5 separate regions of the Mus musculus genome follow, and regions 2, 3, 4 and 5 are each linked to region 1. A link is a contact called in public HiChIP or PLAC-seq and promoter capture Hi-C data. All regions are on one chromosome and are shown on one strand. Each heading gives the region's core, a stretch centred on a gene start, on an enhancer-like site or on the middle of the called end of the contact. The rest is flanking DNA. Distances are from core to core; before and after follow the strand shown.

What was found. Promoter capture Hi-C pulls out the DNA fragments that hold promoters and counts their contacts. HiChIP or PLAC-seq counts read pairs in DNA pulled down with a chosen protein or histone mark. Capture Hi-C pulls out chosen DNA fragments and counts their contacts.
Region 2: a promoter capture Hi-C map of liver shows a contact between it and region 1, with 3 times the contacts expected there. The contact joins the promoter of Rps3 here to the promoter of Ucp2 in region 1. A contact is called at or near these places in 3 of 39 promoter capture datasets (liver and pre-B cells).
Region 3: a FOXA1 HiChIP or PLAC-seq map of pancreatic cancer cells shows a contact between it and region 1. The contact joins the promoter of Map6 here to the promoter of Ucp2 in region 1. A contact is called at or near these places in 1 of 39 promoter capture datasets (liver) and 1 of 115 datasets of contacts at active chromatin or transcription factors (pancreatic cancer cells).
Region 4: a promoter capture Hi-C map of liver shows a contact between it and region 1, with 2.7 times the contacts expected there. The contact joins the promoter of Gdpd5 here to the promoter of Ucp2 in region 1. A contact is called at or near these places in 3 of 39 promoter capture datasets (liver and pre-B cells), 1 of 484 Hi-C or Micro-C datasets (embryonic stem cells) and 1 of 9 other capture datasets (adipose tissue).
Region 5: a promoter capture Hi-C map of liver shows a contact between it and region 1, with 2.9 times the contacts expected there. The contact joins the promoter of Clpb here to the promoter of Ucp2 in region 1. A contact is called at or near these places in 2 of 39 promoter capture datasets (liver and pre-B cells) and 1 of 9 other capture datasets (liver).

Annotation. Positions count from the first base shown.
Region 1 is chr7:100,491,999-100,494,698 of GRCm38.p6, forward strand. It overlaps Ucp2 (uncoupling protein 2 (mitochondrial, proton carrier)), which reads left to right and starts at 1,360. Exons shown (of 8, transcript NM_011671.5): 1 at 1,360-1,467; 2 at 2,216-2,377.
Region 2 is chr7:99,482,390-99,485,089 of GRCm38.p6, forward strand. It overlaps Rps3 (ribosomal protein S3), which reads right to left and starts at 1,320. Exons shown (of 7, transcript NM_012052.2): 1 at 1,203-1,320; 2 at 181-311. The coding sequence starts at 1,232. It overlaps Snord15a (small nucleolar RNA, C/D box 15A), which reads right to left and starts at 543; the gene lies at 396-543.
Region 3 is chr7:99,266,034-99,268,733 of GRCm38.p6, forward strand. It overlaps Map6 (microtubule-associated protein 6), which reads left to right and starts at 1,414. Exons shown (of 3, transcript NM_001048167.1): 1 at 1,414-2,700. The coding sequence starts at 1,989. Gm26705 (predicted gene, 26705) reads right to left here and starts at 1,185. Exons shown (of 4, transcript NR_103487.1): 1 at 1,112-1,185; 2 at 374-438.
Region 4 is chr7:99,380,214-99,382,913 of GRCm38.p6, forward strand. It overlaps Gdpd5 (glycerophosphodiester phosphodiesterase domain containing 5), which reads left to right and starts at 1,305. Exons shown (of 18, transcript NM_201352.3): 1 at 1,305-1,995.
Region 5 is chr7:101,662,482-101,665,181 of GRCm38.p6, forward strand. Clpb (ClpB caseinolytic peptidase B) reads left to right here and starts at 1,270. Exons shown (of 16, transcript NM_009191.4): 1 at 1,270-1,732. The coding sequence starts at 1,330.

The DNA of each region.
Region 1 (2,700 bases), core at 110-2,609:
ACTATCCACCCACCAGCTATGGGGTTTTGCCACTTGATAGTGAAGGTTTATTTTATCTAGTCTTGTTTAAAGTAAGCCAGCTGGCTAATAAAGCCACACTGGGTGTTCAGGATCCTTTCCTGGGTACGTTTTTAAGCACAAAACCCATGTTTTAGGGTGACATACTTCAGCTAACAAAACAAGTTAGCCAGTAGTGGAACCACAGAAGCCAAAAGGTAAGATCAGTACATTTAGAGATTTTTCCAGAACGATGGACATTGATGGTTCTGTCTGTGTGCTGAGTTTTACAGTTGAATGGTACTTCCATCATGGAGTCAGATGTGCTAAGGTCTGGGGTCCTATTAAGGTCTGGGGCCTCTCACACTTTCTTGTTCTGGAAAATAATGGTTAATGATGACCTGGAAAGATTATCGTTAGGTGCCTGCGCCGCCTACCTGATGCATAGTAATTGCTTTCCACAAACGTTCACCCAGCCCCCTCCTCCCACTGCACTTTCCACAGCAGCCCAAACCTACTTGAGCTTCTATTATAGTATATTCGGACCCCTGGTCCCCGGCTTCCTGCTCTTGGGCGCCTAATTCCTAGGCAAGCAAAAAGGGTTCCACGCCCTGATCTAATCTCTTAAAACTCCGGGGCTAAGGAGGATAAAAACAAAAGAAGAAACCGACGGAGAGTACCAAAGCTTGAACACAAATTGAGGCAAATTGAGACCTGCTTCCTACCCCCACAATGCACGTTAGTCCCCGACACAGGGCCCAAGTATTGCTTTCACGTCCCCCACTCCTACGTGGCCATTATCTCGCTGAGGTCCCGTCCACCTGCTGAGTTTGTCCTCGCTGGGCTGGAGTGCAACAGGCGAGGCTCTGCCCTGCCCTCTTCCTTGCGGGGCGCCAGCCTGGCTGCACTCGGTGCAGAGGGGAGGGGAGGCCAGGTGTTCTCGCCCCACTCCAGCCGTTAGGTGCCAGTGTCCCCCGGGACCTGACTGGGAGCGGCAGAAGGCGGGAACGCCAGCCTTGCCCCGTCACCACACCCGGGTTTGTTCCGGTCCCCGAAGCCCGCGCTCCGCCCGGTCCCCAGGTGCCTTGCAGGGAGGGGGAGGGGAGACTTGAAGGGGTAAGGGGTCGCGATCCAGAGCAGCTGGCCAGTCAGTCTGCCTGTCCTCACAAAGAGATTGTCTGCCCCGGGAATAGAAGGGGAAGATCTGAGACTGGAGCCTCTGGGGGGACCTAGGGGTTTCAGGCAACCACAGATGGAAACGCCTCCTCACCCGGGGGCGTGGGCCGCCCTGGCTCCGCCTCGTCACGCCACGCCCCGACCACGCCCTCTAGACTTAAGTTCTGTAGGCGCGGGTTCGCAGCTACTGTCAGTTCCGCCCTCGGTGTCGTCGGGTCGCCAGCTTCCTGGGCAGCCACCACTCTCCCGCCGTCGGACACAGCCTTCTGCACTCCTGTGTTCTCCTGCGGTCCGGTGAGCGTGCCCCATCCCTTCGCTGGCCGCACCTGCTCTCTCCCACTCCATCTGTCTTTTCTCTTTCTTTTCCCTTCCCTGGAGTCCTAATTTGCCCTCTCTAGGTTTCTTTCCTCCTAAATACGCCCTTTGTTATTTGCCTCTGACGTCCAGTTGGTCGAAGGTTAAAACCTTCATCTCTTTACTTCTTCCCCTCAGCCTCGATGTTCCCAGCCTGACCCGGGCGGGGTGGGGGAAGGGGCTTTCACGTCAGCGAAGATCAGAATGACTGTCACCAGGAGGCTCTGGGCCATGTGCCCTAAAGCCTGTTCTTGTATCAAGGGTTGTTTGTGCCTGGAGGAGCCTTGGAGTTTGTTTGGCCTTTGTTACACTATCTTATGTGGCTGCCTGCCGGAGGTGGAAGTAGGGACACAGGGAGACTGGACCTGCCTTATCCTGATTCAACACAAATAGATATAATGCTCCACTCAACAGTTTTGTGACTGTATCCCCCAGGCACAGCACAGCTGCCTGTCTACATAACTGTCTGAGAAACAAATTTGGAAGTGAGCCAACGTGTGGGAGTAAAGACTCCTGAGTTCTTCCCCTAGACCCTGGCTGCTCTGAGTGAGAACTGAGCCTTGCATGGGTCCCTCCCAGCAAGGCTGTCTGAAAGGACTTGTGTGACAGATGACCCTTCCTTGCAGGGCGGTGGTCCTGCAAAGACAATCTTCCTTTCTAAACTTGGCTTCCTTCCTCTCCCCCACAGGACACAATAGTATGAACTTTAAGTGTTTCGTCTCCCAGCCATTTTCTATGGAAAATCGAGGGGATCGGGCCATGGTAGCCACCGGCAGCTTTGAAGAACGAGACACCTTTAGAGAAGCTTGACCTTGGAGGCCTCAGCCTGAGACCTCAAAGCAGCCTCCAGGTAAGGAGTCCCGGCTAAGGAAGCCTTCTCTCAGGCCTGGGGCCTAGGGCTGCTCAGCAAGACAATAAAAATTCCCCTCCTCCCACCCTGATGAGAGCCTCTTCACAGCTCAGCAATCCCCTTCTTCATCCCTGATCACCTTCTGGCCCGTAAAGATGGCGGACCCCAGTGTATAAGGGGAGAACCTGAGTGGGGTGGGGACTGGTTCCAGGTGGCCTTGGCAGTCAACAGCAGAGCTGGGGCAGAAGCTTATGGTGTGTGTGTGTGTGTGTGTGTGTGTGTGTGTGTGTGTGTTATGGTGTGTGTGTATGTGGTGTGTATGT
Region 2 (2,700 bases), core at 70-2,569, 1.0 Mb before region 1:
CCACCTGCCGCCCACCACAACGCCAGCACACACGTTAAATGGAAGGTAAGTTCTTCCCAAATGCAGTTCTAACAAAGCAGTTACACCCACTGAGGCCAGATTTACTGCTTGGTTGGCCCAAGTTTACACAGCATCTCAGTACACACAGTATTTACAGGTGACAATCAATGGTATTTCTACCTGGTGGCTAAAATAATGATTTCTGTCCTGGTTGGTGTAACTCGGACTTCAACTCCAGAGTAGCCATCTTCAGCCAGCTCCCGAGTGAGAAATTCATTCAGCTCAGCTTTGAAGATGCCATCAGCTACAAACTGAACCAAAGGAAACAAGTTACCTCTGAGGTGAAGACAGGGTTAGTCAGAGCAAGCCCAATGGCCCTACAGAAAAGCAGCAACCCTTCTCAGACAAATGCCTCTTGGTCATCTTTAGGAAGTTTCTTTTGACCACAGTGCTTTCAGCTGTGCCACAGAACGCAGCATAGTGAGGCATCTTGGACAAAGACAACACTTCCTACTCAGACTCGTCATCACCTCTTCATCGAAGGGCTCTACGGCATAATCTACACCCAAGAGACAAAGAAAAATCTGTCTCCAAGTAGCACATGTACAGCTGGGACTGTAAGTTGTACCTCGGATAGGAGAGGAATCCTGACTCAAAACAGGTTTATCATCTGTGTGCATAAGCACAAACGACAGACCATCTATTTCTAAACCTGGCAACCTGCACACTTTTCCCCCATGAAATGATAACCACAGGGACGCTGCAGCTCCGGGTCCCGAGTGAACACGGCAGCAGTCAGTAAGTAGGCTTTCAACTATGGCCACTTGCAGGATCACGCGACTAAGAGAAGGGACTGCTAAACTTCACTTACTAAAGAAACTGGACTAGATCTGATGGCACACGCCCTCTAACTGTGCCACAGGATTACTATTATGGAGACCAAGAAACGCTCAAAGGTGTCTAGTCCGGAACTGGAGGCGCCCGGTGTTCGAGTCGGTCCAGAACTCGAGGAGTTTGTCCCTCCCTTGCCCAGGCACACAGCACTCGCCCGGCTCCGGCCCAATACACAATCTACGGCCATCCGAGGCTCGAAGAGACGGCAGGCGGCCCCAGACGCTCCACAGGACTGATCACGGAGCCACAGGCCTCCCTGGCACTTGTAGAACCCGCGGCGGACTCCCGAACCGGGCCCAGACGCTTACCTTCCTCTTCTTGGAAATCTGCACCGCCATCTTGCAGCCGCGCGCCGCTGAAAGGAAAGGAAGTGGCTCGCGGGCGGAAGTAGGTATATAGGGCGGGAGCAATGACGCCGCGCAGCGCGGCGACCCTTGCAAGTGTTCATGGGAAATGAAGTTTTGCATGGGAAATGAAGTTTTGCGTCTAAAACGGCGTAGGGGGGGTGTAACCTAGCAACCTGTAATGTAGGCGGAACAGGAAGTAGACATCTAGTTCCGGTCTGAAAGTGCTCTGTACTCAGCAAGCTTGGGGTTCCAGCACTAACGAAGTAGAGGGTCACAAGTTTAAGGTCATCATTGACTACATAGCGAATTCGAGGCCAGCTTGGCCTTTATGAGTTTCTGACTCAAAAGTAAAAACGTAAATAAATAAAAAATTTGAAAAGAGCAACCTTCAGACTAGAGGTGCAAACCACAGGCATAAGCACACACTAACAGATTTTACCACCTTCACGTTCACGCTAATGAAAACTTTCATTGAAATGTATTTAGAGGACCAGCTGGATGGCTCAGTAAGTTACAGAGTGAGTGGGACAGTAGAAAACCATGGCTGCGTATACATATATGCAAGCATAAAACACATGCGTGCGCACATGCACACAGATTTAATATTATTACAAAGGTAAACCCTGATCCATGAGATGGGCTTATTTGTAGGATTTCTGGTAGTGAGCACCTCCACTAGAACCTGTGGGAAAAAAAAATTTTATTTTTTGGTTGTTTTGTTTTGTTTTGTTTTTCCGAGACAGGAACTTTTTTGACTCGCAGCAGGGTGGAATACCAGCAGCAGGGGCTTGTCAAAATAATAAAGCACCAGGGCTTCGGGGACAGACTGTTGAATAGTATAAATCTAGGCCATAGGACCTTCCCTTCACACAGACCCTGATGTCCACACAAGCAAAAGTTCATTGCCCAGAGGCAGAACCTGCTGATATAACTTGTACTGCAGTGTGTGGCTCACTTCACACTGGAAACACGGGAGTCTGTTTCACCCTGTATTAATCCCACGGAACAAAAGTAAAAACTATTACTTAAACTCTTTTAGACAAATTAAGCAAGTTTTATTTTCTATCAGACAGGGCTATCTCCCTAAAGTGGAGTTTTAAAGAATAGCATCAAACATAGAAGTGGAATTTATATAACTCAAAATTTCTAAGACTAGGTGGTTTCCAAGGGAAGAGAGATTTCCAGGGGAATGTTGGCTACACAGGAACTTGGCAGAACATCTTATCAGGGTGGAAGTCAGGGTATAATGGAGTATGGAACATGTCAAATTCCAGAAAATGGGTTGACGACAGGATCAAACCCAAGTGTTACAGAAAACAGGAATGAACTTATTTTGACCTTGTAACAAGATGGCTTCTAATCATGGGACAGAGTCAGACTGGTCTGTCACCTGATGAAGCTGTTTCTCCATTTCTAGTGCACCACAGCCATGGCTGCCTTCTTATAACTATCTCCTTGT
Region 3 (2,700 bases), core at 164-2,663, 1.2 Mb before region 1:
AAAGTTAAGGGTCAGAGGTTGCCACAATTTGTCTATGCCTTAGAGCCAAAAGTGCAGAAGCCAGGATCCAAATCCCTGAGTATGGACTCCAGGCTTCTGCTCTGGGTGCTTAACTTTCCTCATGAAACCACCCCGAGGCATTTATTAGCTCTACTACCCCTCCCCCCCCACCCCCCCACCCCCCGCCCCGACCCAGGGGACTGCAGCCCAGAGACAACCCAAGTCACAAAGAGAGTATCAGAGCCAAAGCAGGTCCATTAGATTCCAAAATCTGTTCAACCCCAAAGTAGAAAAGAAGGCAGAAACACAACCGAGAATCCCCTCAAAGAGGTCTCCCTTTTCCTAGGGAACTGTCTCTCATCCAGCCGCTTACCTCCTCCCTTGGGTCTCTTTCCAGAATCTTCCTTTTTCTCCCTTTCCCCCAGTGCAGCATCTGGGCTGGAGAAGAACCAATTTTATCCTGGGAGAGTAGACTCACTGCTTCCCAGTTGCTTAAAGAAGGAACAGCCAGAGTATGGCTAGGCCGGCCTCTCCCAGGCCGGCCTCTCCCAATCTCATACAACTGGGGAAGCCCTGTACACATAGGCTTAGGTCAAGAACCAGCAACACGGAGCATAAGTACAGCCTGATAGCTGACCAATTAACTGCAGCTCTCCCTTTTAAAGTATCTATTCAGGGGCTGAGTGGTTAAAAACTTGTATTGGTGTTCCAGAGGACCCAAGTCCGGGTCCCAGCATTCACATGGGGGTGGGGTGGGAGCTCATAGTCGCCTGCACAGCACCAGGGAAATCTACTTCTGACCCTCTGGCCTCAGCAGGCACCAGAGCCCATGTGCATATACCCACACACAGACAAAAGCACATAATTAAAAGGTGGCGCACGCCTTTAATCCCAGCACTTGGGAGGCAAAGGCAGGCGGCTTTTCTGAGTTCAAGGCCAGCCTGGTCTACAGACTGAGTTCCAGGACAGCCAAGACTACAGAGAGAAACCCTGTCTCGAAAAAACAAAAGCCAAAAACCAAAAAAAAAAAAAAAAAAGTAAAAAAGATTTTTAAAAGAAGCCAAAGCATCTAGTCTGAAACAGACATTTCATGGAGGCGGGGCGGTCTTACACTTAAAAAATTAGTATTCATTGGTTGGGGCGATTTTACGAAAGAGAGGAGACTCGGTTCTAGGACATGAAGCTGGCAACTCAAGGACAGCAAGTCCTCAGGAGCTTGGGACTTGAACCTATCAAGGACCCAGTTCTGCTGTTGCCTGGGAACAGAGAAGGGAGGAGCTGCCAGAGAGAAGGGAGGAGGGGACAGGGAGAGGGCAACCTCTCAGCTGCGCGCCCTGACGACAGCAGGTGATTTTTTTTTTTTTTTCTGCAGCGCGCATACTCTCAGCATCTTTTCTTGATCACCCCACCTCCCTTGCTGAGCCGCAAAAAAGGGTGGGGCCGCCTCTCTGCAGCAGAAGACGACAGCGGCAGCGGCTGCGGCATCACCGGGGGTATAGATAGAGGCCGTTTTGCTCTCTGCTCTGTCTGGGTTGGAGGTGACCGCTGCCAAGCCTCGCTAGGCGGCCGGCTGAACCAGACGGAAAGGAGATAAAAGCCTGCTTGCGGATCCTTCCCTGCGCCATGGCTTAAGCCCACAGCCTCTTTGCCAAGCATCTCCTTGCTCTGCCGGGGTCTGCTAGACACCGCAGTCGCAGAGAGGGCGCGCCCAGACGCCCTAGGCCTGGACTCTGGGACGCTGAGCCTCGCTCCTATTCTTCACTGCCCACAGCAGCTCCTCTGCAGCAGGCGTTTGCAGCCGGCAATCGAGGGACTTTACGGACTTTATCTCAGCGGTACCTTGTCCCCGGGTGCTCTTTGAGGGTGGAGGACGAGGCAAAGGGCTTCTAAGGGAAGGAAGCGGTGGGAACCACATTGGCGGGTCTGGGTTGGGGTTAAAGGGAGATTGGAGATTTGATTTAGGACCACAAAAAGGCTTTGTGGCTAACATGGCGTGGCCGTGCATCACAAGGGCCTGCTGCATCGCCCGCTTCTGGAACCAGCTGGACAAGGCGGACATTGCGGTGCCGCTGGTTTTCACCAAGTACTCGGAGGCCACCGAACACCCAGGCGCCCCTCCGCAGCCGCCAGCTCCGCTGCAGCCCGCGTTAGCGCCCCCCTCGCGTGCTGTCGCCATAGAGACGCAGCCAGCCCAGGGAGAGTCGGATGCAGTTGCCCGGGCAACAGGGCCTGCGCCCGGGCCCAGCGTCGACCGCGAGACTGTAGCCGCCCCCGGCCGGAGCGGGCTGGGCTTGGGCGCGGCCTCAGCCTCCACTTCCGGCTCAGGCCCCGCGGACTCGGTGATGCGACAGGACTACCGCGCCTGGAAAGTGCAGCGGCCCGAGCCAAGCTGCCGGCCGCGCAGCGAGTACCAGCCGTCCGACGCGCCCTTCGAGCGCGAGACCCAGTACCAGAAGGACTTCCGCGCCTGGCCGCTGCCCCGGCGCGGGGACCATCCCTGGATCCCCAAGCCGGTGCAAATCCCTGCGACTTCGCAGCCTTCCCAACCTGTTCTCGGGGTGCCCAAGCGTCGGCCTCAGAGCCAAGAGCGCGGGCCCATGCAACTTTCTGCTGATGCCCGGGACCCGGAGGGTGCTGGAGGAGCCGGGGTGCTGGCGGCAGGAAAGGCGTCCGGTGTAGACCAGCGCGACACACGTAGGA
Region 4 (2,700 bases), core at 55-2,554, 1.1 Mb before region 1:
TCAGTTTGCCTGTAACCTGCTCAGGGAAGCCTCTGCTAACCAATACGAGGCAGAGATCTCTGGAGGTGTCCTTTGTAAGTGCTGTTGTTTCTGTCAGGAAAGCCATTCCTTTGGTCTTCTAAGCCCATGTGGTTCCTCACTCATTCGACTGTCAAGTTGCAGTGTCTTGAGTTTCTTTAAGGTGGTATTATTATGTCTTGTGAGACAGGCTCACACTGGCTTCCATTCACTGTGTAGTCAAGGATGACCTTGGCATCGCCTTAGGAGGCTAAAGCCATCTTCCAGAGCCAGTCTAGTCCAGGAATGTCACAGAGTTGGTGGATAGAATCCTATACCAGCAACAGCAATCTGGAAAACACCATGCGCCCCCTACAGTCTTGGTCCACAGCAGTGACAAAGGGGTTTCACGCAGAAAATTGATTTGAGGCTTGCAGATGAACCTGGGCTGGGCTGCCTCATCCTAGGGCTCCCCAAGCCAATTAGTGACTTAAGCCCTGCCCACGCGCACTCGCAACACTCATTCATATATCAAACCCTTCACTCCTGTTCGGTGCCTCACACAGGACGCTGGATACTTCAAAGACAGGGAGGGGTGGGGAAGGTGCACAGCCGACAGAAGTCACGATTCGAAGTGAGCTGTCCTCACACACCTCCGCTCATATTTTTGAAACTGATAACGACGTTCCTCCCTGAGCCGCAGAACTCTGGGAAAGGGGAAGTGTGGGAAACAGATCTGCTTTTTATTTTTACAAACTTTTTTGCATCGCTTCCTAAAATCAGAGCCTTGCACTGCTCCCAAATGCTACTCAGTGCAAGGAGCCCTAGCAGCGGGGAGGAGCAAGAGGCTGGCTGTATCACGCTACGCCCCAGGTTCCGCCATCCAGGGACATCCCAGTCCTAACCTCGCCTCCTCCATGCTTCGCCCTTTCCCACTGCTGGCCTCGTGCTCAGTCACAGTCAACCCAGGCCCCCGAGCCCACCATCTTGATCTCCAGGCGGCTGGCTCGCTTGCTACGCGCAGCTTTCATTGTCCTTCTCCAGCGGCACCAGACCACGCTCAGCAGAGTTCCACCCCTCTTCCACTCTCCCATTGGCTCTTGCTGCCCAACTGCGCCGGGGACCGGCCTAGCAGTGTCTCTCACGCCCCGCCTTTGCTCCCGGCCCGGCCAGGGGCGGGGTTTCTGTTGGTCCCACCCTTTAGGGGAGGGGCCAAGCTCGCAGGCGCTCCGGAGCTGTCTCGGCAGGGCTCGGCTCGGCTCGGCTCGGCTCGGCTCGGTTTGCAGCTCGGGTGGGGGTGGGCGGCTAGGGTGACAGCGGCAGTAGCAGAGGCTGCGGCGCGAGGCTGAGCAAGCGGTGAGCGGGGAGCCGGTAAGAGGAGGAAGTGGAGCGGCGGCCCGGAGCTCTGGAGTCCGCTGCCGGCACAGGTCCGCCCAGATTTGCAGAGTGAGCGGCGTCGGGACCTGGGCAGACTTCTTCGCCTTGCTCCGGCCGCTGGCGCTCCGCCTGCCCTGCCCTGCCCTGCCCTGCTTGTCCGAGCCCCGCATTCCGCGCCTGGACTTTCCTAGCCCCGTGGTCTGGAGCTGCTGGGACGTTCGAGCCCCGGCCTTGATCCGGAGTTCCGAGACGGGACGTTCTCGGCCCCATCATACTGACCCATCTCTGCTGGAGTGTCCTCCGCCCCCTGGTCGGCGCAAGGTGGCCCCAGCTCTGGGACTTGAGTGTAGAGGAGCCGGGACGCCCACCGGCCTCCAGCTCCTGGAGAACCAAATCTTCAGCTGCCTTGGACCGAACTGCTCCGGACTTGAAACTGTACTGGCACCGCCCGGGTCCAGCGCACCGTGAGGGGTCCCAAGCAGGCAGAACAGTCGGACCGAACCCCTGGGCGAGTCGAAGCTGCCACCTTTCTCCGCCCTAGGTTAAGGATCTTGGGGTGCTTGCTCCCAGGGGAACACAGGGGCTTCTCCTGCCACAGTCTCCAGCGAGCGGAGGTTGCAGGTGAGAGCCCCGGATGCGCGGCGGGAGCAGTCCCGGGAGCCTTAGAGGCAGGGCCCGGGTCAGCGGAGGGCGTGGAGGGGACACGGGCAGAGAGTGAACTGTTTAGGAGAGGGCGCGCGAAAGATAGTAGAGAGAAGCCCGCACTTATTGAGTGCCCATTGTGTGCAGGTCCGAGCCCCGCCCTTGCACAAGTCGTTCCTTATCCAAAGCTCATAGCAACCCCGAGATAAAAGCTATTGTGTATTGTTATGGGCGCAGACAGTTGGGGAAACTGAGGCGTGGCAGGGTTGAGGTCCTCTGCCTTCCATGTTGAGGATTAGACTGGGGAGAAGGGAGAAGATAAAGAGAGAAAGAGCAAAGAGGGAGGGGAGAAGAAAAGAAGTGGATAGCCTGCATGCACGTGAGAGCTTGGCAGGGTGGGGGCCTCTGGGGCATCGAAATCCAGGCACTGGTCCTGAAGCCGAAGAGGTCCTTCTTACCAGCCACTCTTGGGTCATGGGCATGCCACCTCCCAGGAAAGGTGAACCTGCGTTGAAGGCAGGGCTTCCCTGTTCCAAAAGATCTCTTCCCGGGGTCCGGGCTGGAGGGACAACCTGCTTCCCATAGTTAATGTCCCCAAGTTACTGAAGTACTCTTTATCTGTTAAAGGACTCACCATATTGGTCCCCAAGACACAGCCATGTGGAAGCTGGAGCTGTGGTCCCT
Region 5 (2,700 bases), core at 20-2,519, 1.2 Mb after region 1:
GCATGAGACTTGAGTGGGACAGATGCAAACCAAGGCTTAAGACCTATTCTCAGCCAACAGGCTAATGGAAAGCCCCAAAACCTGCTTTAACAATTCAAACAAGCCAGCTAGGCACCACTGGATACCAACCAGCAAAGTACCTGGGCCTGTCAGAAGCCCTGGCAGCCCAGACAAACTGTTCCCTCGATCTAGCTCAAGAGGCTCTAATGCAAGAGCAGGAAGCATTCCGCCTACAAGGCTTTCTCTGTATCCTCTAGATCAGGAGCAACTCTATGGAAGGTACAGCTTTGAGCCAGGGTAAAACAACACCCCAGACAATCCCAAACCCAGTTTTGTAATTCTGTGAGACACAAGGGGCCAGACACAGATATATGAGTAGCTAATTGTCAGCTAACTACAGAAGGAATCAACTGAAACACAATTCATAGATTCACTATTATGTAACAAACAAGATGGCTCAACTATAAAAGACACTTGCTGCCAAACCTAAGGATCTCACACACACACACTCACACACACACACACACACACACACACATCTTTAAACACACACACACACACACACACACACAGTCTTAAAGTCTTTTGAGACAGAGTCTCTCTGGCTCATAACCCTGACTATCTTGAAACTCACTATGCAAACTAGACTTTCTCAAATTCAGAGAGATCTGCTTGCCTTTGCCTGGAATGCTGGGATTAAGGACACACACCACCTTTCCCAACACTCAACATCTTTTTGAAAAGCAATAGCAACTCAGAATAAAAGTGGGGAGGGGTACAAGTTACTTAACAGGTCTTCATCGAAAATGCAATTTTATTTAAACACTAGGGAAGTTGTTCTAGGATTCCTGTATTTTGATTTTCGATATTTTGATTTGATATTTGATATCTTACACAGTTGGGGCTGACCTAGACCAAGAATGTGATTTTGACCCAGACCTTGAATTCCCGTTCTTTCAGGTTCCCACCTTCCAAAGGCAGGGCTTAAAGTTCTGTGTTAATACAAATACGGGGCTCTGGAATCTTGAATCCTAATTGCCACGCCCCACCAGAGTTTTCCTTTTTGCCACGCCCCTCTGCCCGAACTGCATTTCCCAACATTCTTCCAGCTCCGCTGTCAGCGGTCATTGTGATGTCATTCCACAGCCCTCGGGGAAATGTAGTTTGTTTAGTCTCCAGCTAGAGAAAGATCTGGGGCTGTGGACTACCACTCCCGTGAGGTAGTGCGCAGTCCCACCTTATAAGCGGCGTCTTCGAACGCGCCGCGGCAGCCATGTTGATCGTGGCTAGCACAGGGGCCGGCACCAGCGGGTTTTAGAAGCAGGTGTCATGATGTTGTCCGCGGTGTTGAGGAGAACCACGCCAGCGCCTCGGCTCTTCCTAGGGTTAATCAAATCTCCATCTCTCCAAAGCCGGGGAGGTGCTTACGGCCGTGGCGTTGTCACCGGAGACCGCGGGGAGCCGCAGCGGTTGAGAGCTGCCGCTTGGGTGCGCCCTGGAGCATCTTCTACCTTCGTCCCCGGACGGGGGGCAGCCACCTGGGGGCGCCGTGGAGAACGCACCGAGATCCCATACCTGACTGCCGCCTCGTCGGAACGCGGTCCTAGCCCCGAAGAAACACTCCCGGGACAAGACAGCTGGAATGGGGTCCCCAACAAGACGGGTCTGGGCATGTGGGCCTTGGCCATGGCGCTGGTGGTTCAGTGCTACAGCAAGAATCCATCCAACAAGGGTGATTATGGGGTCAAACTGGGTTCAAGGGAGAGGTGGGTGGGTGGGTCATGACTCCTTTGGAAGGTTGAAGGTATTTGTAAATTTAAACCCGCATAACCTTACCTTGAAGAAACCCAGTTACCTTCTGCTGCCAGGAGCAGCAGATGGAAAACTCACTGAAGTTACATCATTTCCCATCGTAGGTCTAGCACCCTCTTTGGGATCAGTTTGTATACAAGTATAATTGGGGACATTGGACTGACTAATTACAGCCCGGTCCTTTTATGTACCAATATTATATCTTGTCCATTAGTCTTTCAAGAGGTCTCCAGGAAGCCTCAACAGCTTTAGGGACCGCCTCTACATGTTTTTCTGCGTACATAGGTCCAAGGAAGGAGGACACTTGGTTCTGGTGCTAGCCTGACCCCATGTTCCTCTCTAATCTTAGTTTCCCCACTGTCTAATGAAGGCAAGCTCTCAGTGCTCTAATATTTTGACCTTTCCTGGAGTTCAGAGTCTGTTTAGTTGCTTAGAGTTTTGCTTAGTGTCATGTTTAAGATGAGCTGGATACTGTGGAGGGTGTGTGTGTGAAGCCTTGGGGGACAGGGAGTTGGCTGAAAGTTGCTCTCTGGAGACTTACAGCAGTGGGGGAGGGAGGGAGGAGGTGGAGGTAGCTAACTCAGATTGGCTTCTTACCTCAGTTGCTTAGAGTTGAGCAGGAGCTGCAAGGGTGGCCTGGCTGAGCCCAACCTCTCAGGTTTTCAGTTGTCAGTGCCTGCCTGTCCCATGCACCCCAGACTCTGAGATTGTTGAACAAGATTGGAGACCGCCTTGACCTTCCCTTGTTTGTTTAATAAGATGGGGCCGCTTGGAAAGAAAGGACTTCTGGATGAGGAACAAGGACACGGAGGATCTTGTACTGTCTTTGTAAATCTGGACTCTTAATCCTTCTTTGCTGCCCTGCGTTTCCTTTCTATTGAAGAGGGC